Linked DNA regions of Zea mays: regions 2 and 3 are each linked to region 1. A link is a contact called in public Hi-C data. All regions are on one chromosome and are shown on one strand. Each heading gives the region's core, a stretch centred on a gene start, on an enhancer-like site or on the middle of the called end of the contact. The rest is flanking DNA. Distances are from core to core; before and after follow the strand shown.

Region 1 (2,611 bases), core at 71-2,570:
TTGCTGCGACTAGGCGGCACTCCGAACTCGGACCGAGTGCAGGGAGGATCGGAGGCCGGCAGCTGTGTTTGACCGATTCAGGCTTTGACCATGGTTTCAGGCGGTCAGCCACTCAGTCTAATGTCTTAAAGTCTGCAACTCTGCAAGGTGCCAATGCCGCAACGCACAAGGGTGGCAGTGCCAGGAGGGATGGCAATCGGACGTGTAGTACACGGATATATAGTTCGTGAATCTATACCCGCGAGACAAAATTTAATCCATATTTATACACATAAACGTTCGTGGTATGGATCCGTATCCATACCCGTACCCGCCGGGTATCCGCTATCCAGTGGATACCCGTTACCCGCCCGCCCACTACAATTTTAGCATTAAACACCAAACAACAATTTTATTACATTTCAAAATAATTACCATTCCAATAGCATTAAATGATAATTTCAGCACCAAACAACATGTTATGGATAAAAATTGAAAAATAAAAATTTATGATAATATATAAATCCGGATGGCCCAGATGTTAGATATCTATTGGGTAACGGGTATGGATACTGGATATCTATACCCGCGAAAAAATATCCGCGGATACCTTATTATATCCATAACTATACCCGCGGATATCAAATTCCACCATACCCATATTCAATGGATAATTATCCATAGTTATTTACCCATACCCGTACCCATTGCCATCCCTAAGTGCCAGCATGCCACATTTGTGAATCCGGGTACCCAACCGTTGAATACCCGTATCCGACCGGCGTTGGCGGGTATTTGTCGGGTATTATCGATTCCGTATCCTACCCGTATCCGGAAATTCTTAACTAAGTAGTACCCGTATCCGTCCCGACAAAAAAAACCGGTATCCGTATCCGAAAATCTAGGTATTTTGGCTACTCGTATCCAGTACCCGTTCCAGGTACCCATCCTGTTTTCATCCCTACGTGTGATCATCTCTAAAATGATTTAATGTAGCGAATTTAGAGTCACTATAGGAATTATAATTCATTTTATGAGTTATGTAATTTTTATTTTTTAAGTGACGTAAGTTTTATGTTTATGCATTGTGTAATTTTTATTTTAATTTAATCTAGTATTGTGTAATTTTTAAGTAATATAATTTCAATTCTTTTTATAAACTATATAGTTGTTCTTCGTTAATTTATGTGTTGGATGTTTTTCCTTTCAATACAACGTCGCTGATTATTCATTGTTTTTTTAAATCCCATACCACATTACCTTCTTCCCCCCGCGAATCAACGGCTGGGATTGACATCAGTTTTTTTTTTTTTTTTTTTTTTTTGATAACTGAACTGACCTCAGTTTATGTCAGTCCAGAAACCTCGTCTCCTCCCTCTTCTGTCTTCTCCCGCTCACCGCCCACCGCCCGACCTGTGCTGCCGCCCATGGCGAGACGCCTTCTCTCCCGCGGCCGCCTCATTAAGCTCGACCGGCCCATCCTACCCGCCGCTCTCACCCGTCTGCTTTCGCGCGGCCCGCCCACTCCGACGACTAGCGAACCGGAGGACAAGGGCAAAAAAGCGGCGGCTGTCCTAGTGGAGGCGGTCGCCACGAACCACAAAAAGGACGCGGAGGTCGGGAGAGATGGATCCGAGGAGGACGACGAGGATACGAGCCCGCCCTGGAGGAGCTGGAGGCCGGACGTCGCGTGGCTCTCCAAGGCACTCGAGCCCGCACTGGACCTGTACAAGCAATACAGCTGGAAGCCTTTCGCGTGTTCGTCTCCTGCACTTCAGTTGCTCTTATATTCTATCCTTACACCTACCTCACCTCATCATTGTCATCCTTCCATCTGACACATTTTTTTACGAATTGGCACATTGGTAATATTATTATGATGAACTAATGTGTGGAATGAATCGCTGTAAAATGGGAAAGTGGGATTTGACAATTTGCAGCCATACTTGAGAAGTTAAGCTGCTTTTTCGTTCCTGCTTTAGTTCAATAAGCCGTGGATCCCTGGACGACCTCAAGGGATACATTATGTTGTTTATTTCCTTTGCTACACAAATTTATAGCTGCACATTCAGAATTAAGATATGCCACACAATTAGAAAGTGGTTAAAGTTGTACTATCTGAATGCAGCTTCTGGTCGTGTGGAAAACATCCCTGCAAGCACTCGTACATTTAGTGAGATCCTAAGCGACCTCCAGAGAAGTAAGATAAGCATAAAGGACTGGAGCCTCAGTGATCTCACCATTGGCCTCTACCTCATTTACCTCAGCCAAGCATCCTCAAAGAACTCGGAAGCTTTCAAGGGCGTTCAGATATCCTCCAATAAGATGGTACGTCCTGCAGGCTTTGTATTCACACTGAAGTTTTTAAACTGCGTAGGCGTTTTTGGTAGTAACAAACAAGGATTACCTGGGTATGCATGATATGACATCTATGACACCATTGTTCCAAAAGAAGAAAGCAAACGTTTCTTTTAACTTTGGCTATGATGATTGAGCATTTAGAGTGTCAGCCTATTTAGACTGTTGTGGGCAGAACCAGTGCTGGAGGTTTCCACATTAGTGGTCTTTGGGAAAGGGATAAACCAAGGCAAGCCTTCTCTCCGCAAATGTGGAGAAATGGCTACAAACCTGC
Region 2 (2,611 bases), core at 74-2,573, 250 kb before region 1:
TCATCAATATCACAGAACTTATGTTATGGATATGGCGGCCTGATCCCATTTAGGACGTTTTAGTGTGTGGCATGTCTTTCTCTTTTTTAAGGGCTGATTTGGTGGATAAGAATCACGAGAGGGTCCATCTGCAATAACCATCTATTACAGTTAAACCATCACAATATCAATTTTCCTTACCAGATTACCTCGTTATTGTTGTAATCACTTTTATTATGGGTCTAAAAGTTTATTTGATTTATAAGGTTAGGCTAAGCTCAATTAAATAAATCTGATAAAAAATGCTTGCTTATTTTCGCAAGAACCCCACAATAAAATATATCTCATGCTGCAGTCGGTGTAATGAGTGCATATATTTACTGCAATCTTTATTCTAAATTATAAAATATTTTAATTATTCTGGATATATTGCTCTTACCACATATCTAAACGTAGAATGTGTTTGTTTTGTAAAATGAGATAGTCTGTCATCATCTCACTCTAATTTTTATTTAGTTTATAAAATAGAATGAGTTCATATATCATCACCTATTTCTCATAAGATAATAATTAATAGTAGTGTATGAGAAATAAAGTTATTTCACTAAATTCAGTGATAGACTCATAATATGACATCATCTAGAACGGAATAATTCTCTAAACCAACCACTTCAATATTATATGTAAATGTATAATAAAATTATTAAAACACTCAAAACGTCTTAGGCTTTATTATTATTTCTACTACTATTAAGAACGAAAAGTAGTTACCTGGTGCTACCACGGCTTCACCTCGCGCTGACACACTGTGTCTGTCCCACGCGCCTTCGCCTCGGCGTCGTGCCATGTTAGCTCCACGCTTAGCATTCTCTCAACTACTGCTCGCGCAGCCATCATCAGACCACACGTACCTTAGTGTTTGGAAATAAACAATATTTATATAAAAATAGTGCAAAACGAGCATTTGAACACACATTCCCTACTCTAGAAATTTGTGGCTAACCACAAAACTATATGTAACTTAATGTTTACAAATAAATAATAATTATATTTGAATAAATATTTTAATATCTATTTATATGATATATAAAAACCGTAGTAAAATCACGGAGCTAGTTATTTATTAAGAATGAGGGGGCTAGTTATTTATTAAGAATGAGGTGAGGCGAAATTCAAATTGTGGTAGAAGATGTAAGCCGCCGTGTCGTGTCAGGCCCGGCAGGTGAAAGGGCACGGGAAAAGCCCAAACCGAGGAGCCACGACTATCCGAGCTGACCCACCGAATAAGAACCAGAACCAGAACAAGACCGGAGGAACCAGACGACGCAAGGGAAAGGAGAGCCACCGGAGCGGACCGCCACCTTCCCTTCTGCCGGCGACCTCCAGCCACGGCGCCCATGGCGTCGGCGAAGCTGCTGTACATTGTGGTGGTTGACGAGAACGCCTCCTCCTTCCGATACACGCGCTCCCTCCTCCATAGCACCCTCCAGCTCATGGGATGCAAGCCACGCCACGCCTTCGAGGTCCGTCCGTCCGCCTCTACATCTTCGATGTCGATCCCACCGGACCTCCGATGTTTCGTGTGTTTTTGTCTGATTCGGTCCTCCGCTCCCTCCTTTTCTCTTGTATAGATCAGCCGCAGGGTGTTTGATGTCATCCGGGGTGACCACCAGGGCCACGGCGACACGGCCACCTCCGCCCGGGTACAAAGGTACGAGGTCGCCGAAGCCACCCCGACCGCAAGCCCCCGCCAGTTCCAGTTCGAGCTATACAAGCGCCGGACCACCGTCCTCCTCCCAAGGGACCTCTTCCTCGACCTCGTCCTCGACGCCCTCGCCCTCTACAAGTACGTTGCCCCCAACCAGCGCGCCGATCTCATGCTCGCCTGCAGGTCCGTCCGCCACACCTTTCCTGCCCTCCTCTCTTCTGCCACTGCAATTCAAGATTTCCTCATTTTGCTGAGAAAATAATTGAAAAATTCCCTCATTTTGAGGTAATCTGTTGTTGCGTCGCTGTTCATGCTTGTCACGTCGTTCTGAAACATTCAGCAGCTCATATATAATATAACCTGATTTCTGAATGTGATGCTCAGGACAGATAATTCTGAACACGCCAAGGTAGCATGGTGATTTGATTACTTAGCATAATCAATACTAATGTTACTCCTTGAAAGGATGACTATGCAAACTATGCCTATTTGCCGATTGGACGAGATTCAAATTGTCTTATTGCAATTGTTATAGGGGCTAACATCTATAACGAATTTCCATACTTGTGTTGTCACCGATGTAAACTGCACTTAGGGGGTGTTTGGTTTCTAGGGACTAATTTTTAGTCCCTCCATTTTATTCCATTTTAGTTCATAAATTGTAAAATACGGAAACTAAAACTCTATTTTAGTTTCTGTATATGGCAATTTAGGGATTAAAATAGTATAAAATGGAGGGACTAAAAATTAGTCCCTACAAACCAAACACCCCTTTACTGTTTCAGACCCACAAGCATTAGTGCCTCCGGATTGATCACATACATTTCAAAGGGAACTTTTTAAAGGTGTTCATATTGTATCCTTGTCCCTTTCACTTATGTTCTTTCATCTTGCCTTAGGATTCGTGAACGAAAGGAATCTATC
Region 3 (2,611 bases), core at 37-2,536, 170 kb after region 1:
GACAATCACCCATCATCAATCCAAACCATAGGAGTTTATTTTCACACAATCTTTGAGCAAGAGTTTGGTAAATCTCTTTTTCCACATGGAAACATCTTTTGCACTCGACCTGATGCCCTGTTAGAGTTTCAGAAGTAAATGTGCCCCCATTCCTTAGAGCAGCCCAACCCAAGACTCTACGGGCCTGTTTGCTTCAGCTTTTTCCTGACCAACTTTTCTAAGAATCTGGTTGTGGAGGCAATCTTGTTGTGAGAAGAATCTGAGTATCGTGGACATTACATATGGAGGAATCCAGTTTTTCTAAGAATCTAGCTTTTTCTGACCAGCTTTTCTAAGGGTTCAGGATCTAGAAAGAGACGGATTCCTACTATTGCAACGACTCGGCCGATTCTGTATTCATGTTGATTTTGGATGGTTTTTATTAAATCAATTCTTATAAAAGCGAGCTGAAAAGCTGAGTGTTTGGCAGTCCGCAGCAACTTCTGGTGGTCAGAAGCTAAAAAAGGCTGAAACAAACATGGCTTACTTATAGTTTCTATAGCCTCCACGTCATCTAGAAACTACTACTAGACACTACCTCTTCAACGCAAACATCAATATTATTTAACTTAATTTAATACTCATCTCTCTCATTGTGTCTTGGATATCGTGTTAAAACCAAGTCTTATGTAAGACCTGATTTCTTACTCTTTCTTCATTTAATTGCTTGCCACATCATCTTTTAGCCTATATTACAGTTAAATTAATGCTACTGCTCTTATAGAATTGTGTATTGCTTCATTTTCGATGATATGGATGAGCTACCTTCTTCCGGTGTTAGGTGGATGAGAAAATGTATTCATCTTCATCTTGTGATCGTCGGCGATGATAATTTAGAGCCATAGAAAGAAAAAAAAAACGCCTCGTACCACTAAAATAAAGTTGCCAGCACTAGGACGAGAGATGTGCAACTCTCCAAGGTTTAAGAATGATCACATGCATACTTGTCTTGTTGTGTGGTACTACTTTTTTTTCTGTATTCAGGATAGGAGGGGTGCAACTATTTAGTGACGAGAAGAAGCAAGCAACGGCCAATAGCCACTTTGTTTATAGGACATAATATTTACAGATTCAATTTTCTTTTCTGCGGTCCAAACAATCCATTTTTTTTCTATTCCAGTGGTTTGCAATCCGGTAGTTTTTTCACTTCCCTGTTCCCTCGTTTCTGCGTTTTGCACCGACCAACCAATGTTGGGCTGCCTCGTATGCGGGTTGCTGACTTGTCCACAACAAGCACATCACTTTCGTTTTCTTTTCTCCCCCAGGAAGATGAGTGAGAAGATGAGCAAGGAGGGATCTCGCTTTAGACCAGCGAATCCATCCACAAAGATTCCGTGCACCTCCAGCGCAGCCTCCGCTGTCTGTCCCCGCGGCCGCGGCAACCGAGCAGGAAGAGGAGGAGGATCCCGTCCTCCCAGTCTAGAGCAGCCGCTTGCAAAGCGCATCGGCGGCACGGCCGTGGATTCCGCGAATCTGCCACCGCTTGCTGCTGCTTCTGAGACTGACACCGCCATCGCAGCTGATGGGGATACCCAGCGACGGCGACGACGTGGTGCAAATCCGGCACGCCGACGCCGCCGGCGAGCCCACCGTCGTCACCGTGAGCTGCCCCGACAAGACAGGACTGGGCTGCGACCTGTGCCGGGCCGTCCTCCTCTTCGGCCTCAGCGTCGTCAAGGGAGACATGAGCACCGACGGCCGCTGGTGCTACATCGTGTTCTGGCTGTTGCCGCGCGGGCGGCGGCCCGTGGCCGTGCCGTGGGACCTCCTCAAGGACCGGTTGCTTCAGCTCTGCCCCGTCGCGCCGCCATTCGGCTTCGGGTCCCACGACGCGTACCTCGCGGCGGCGGCTGGCCTGCAGGACGTTCCGCCTCCCGCGCCACAGCTCTTCCTGCTCAAGCTATGCTGCTTCGACCGGATGGGACTCTTGCACGGTAACGCCTCTGAATCCACCTCCGGCTGTTGCTCTGTTCTATGCCAAGTGCTAGGTTCAGTAACTACTTCATATCCGTCCAGCAAATTTGAATTTTTAATGTAAGCCAAGCAAGCACATCTGCTACTGAAGAAAAAAAGGGTCTAATTTTGGATCTTTTCGTGGGAATTCGGTGTTCCACAGATGTGACACGCGTTTTGTGTGAGCTAGAGCTCACGATCCGGAGGGTGAAGGTCTCTACCACGCCTGATGGGAGTGTGCTGGACCTTTTCTTCATCACAGATGCCAGGTCGGTTTAGCTCAAAACACATCCTTTTCGGAGAATATTTTTTTTTCTCTCTCTCGCTAAATTCCAAGACTAATATTCTGTGATAGGATGAAAACTTGTAGCTTTTTATTTCTTCATCGACCATCTTGTCTCGGATACCAAGAATTGTCTTATTCTGTGATACGATGAAAACTAAATATTCTGGAACGGTTTCAGGGGGCTTCTGCACACAAAGAGCAGGAGAGAAGAAACCCAGGACAGACTCGAGAGCGTCTTAGGCGACTCCTTGACATGTTGCGAAATAGATCCTGCTGGCGAAGACATGGTGTCTTGCTGCCTCCAGTCCTGGGCCTGGGCTTCGCTGACGCCTG

The links. A called contact is a pair of places that touch in the nucleus more often than the background predicts.
Region 2: a Hi-C map of ear shows a contact between it and region 1, with 2.7 times the contacts expected there. The contact joins the promoter of LOC100191504 here to the promoter of LOC103647251 in region 1. A contact is called at or near these places in 4 of 25 Hi-C or Micro-C datasets (ear, leaf and tassel).
Region 3: a Hi-C map of endosperm shows a contact between it and region 1, with 3 times the contacts expected there. The contact joins the promoter of LOC100283831 here to the promoter of LOC103647251 in region 1. A contact is called at or near these places in 7 of 25 Hi-C or Micro-C datasets (bundle sheath, ear, endosperm and 2 more) and 1 of 3 datasets of contacts at active chromatin or transcription factors (leaf).

The regions. Positions count from the first base shown.
Region 1 is chr2:169,013,733-169,016,343 of Zm-B73-REFERENCE-NAM-5.0, forward strand. It overlaps LOC103647251 (diacylglycerol lipase-beta), which reads left to right and starts at 1,321. Exons shown (of 7, transcript XM_008671808.4): 1 at 1,321-1,737; 2 at 2,108-2,307. The coding sequence starts at 1,407.
Region 2 is chr2:168,768,533-168,771,143 of Zm-B73-REFERENCE-NAM-5.0, forward strand. It overlaps LOC100191504 (P-loop NTPase domain-containing protein LPA1 homolog 1), which reads left to right and starts at 1,324. Exons shown (of 7, transcript NM_001136936.1): 1 at 1,324-1,502; 2 at 1,611-1,870; 3 at 2,587-2,611. The coding sequence starts at 1,377.
Region 3 is chr2:169,184,512-169,187,122 of Zm-B73-REFERENCE-NAM-5.0, forward strand. It overlaps LOC100283831, which reads left to right and starts at 1,287. Exons shown (of 5, transcript NM_001156729.2): 1 at 1,287-1,973; 2 at 2,156-2,261; 3 at 2,457-2,611. The coding sequence starts at 1,562.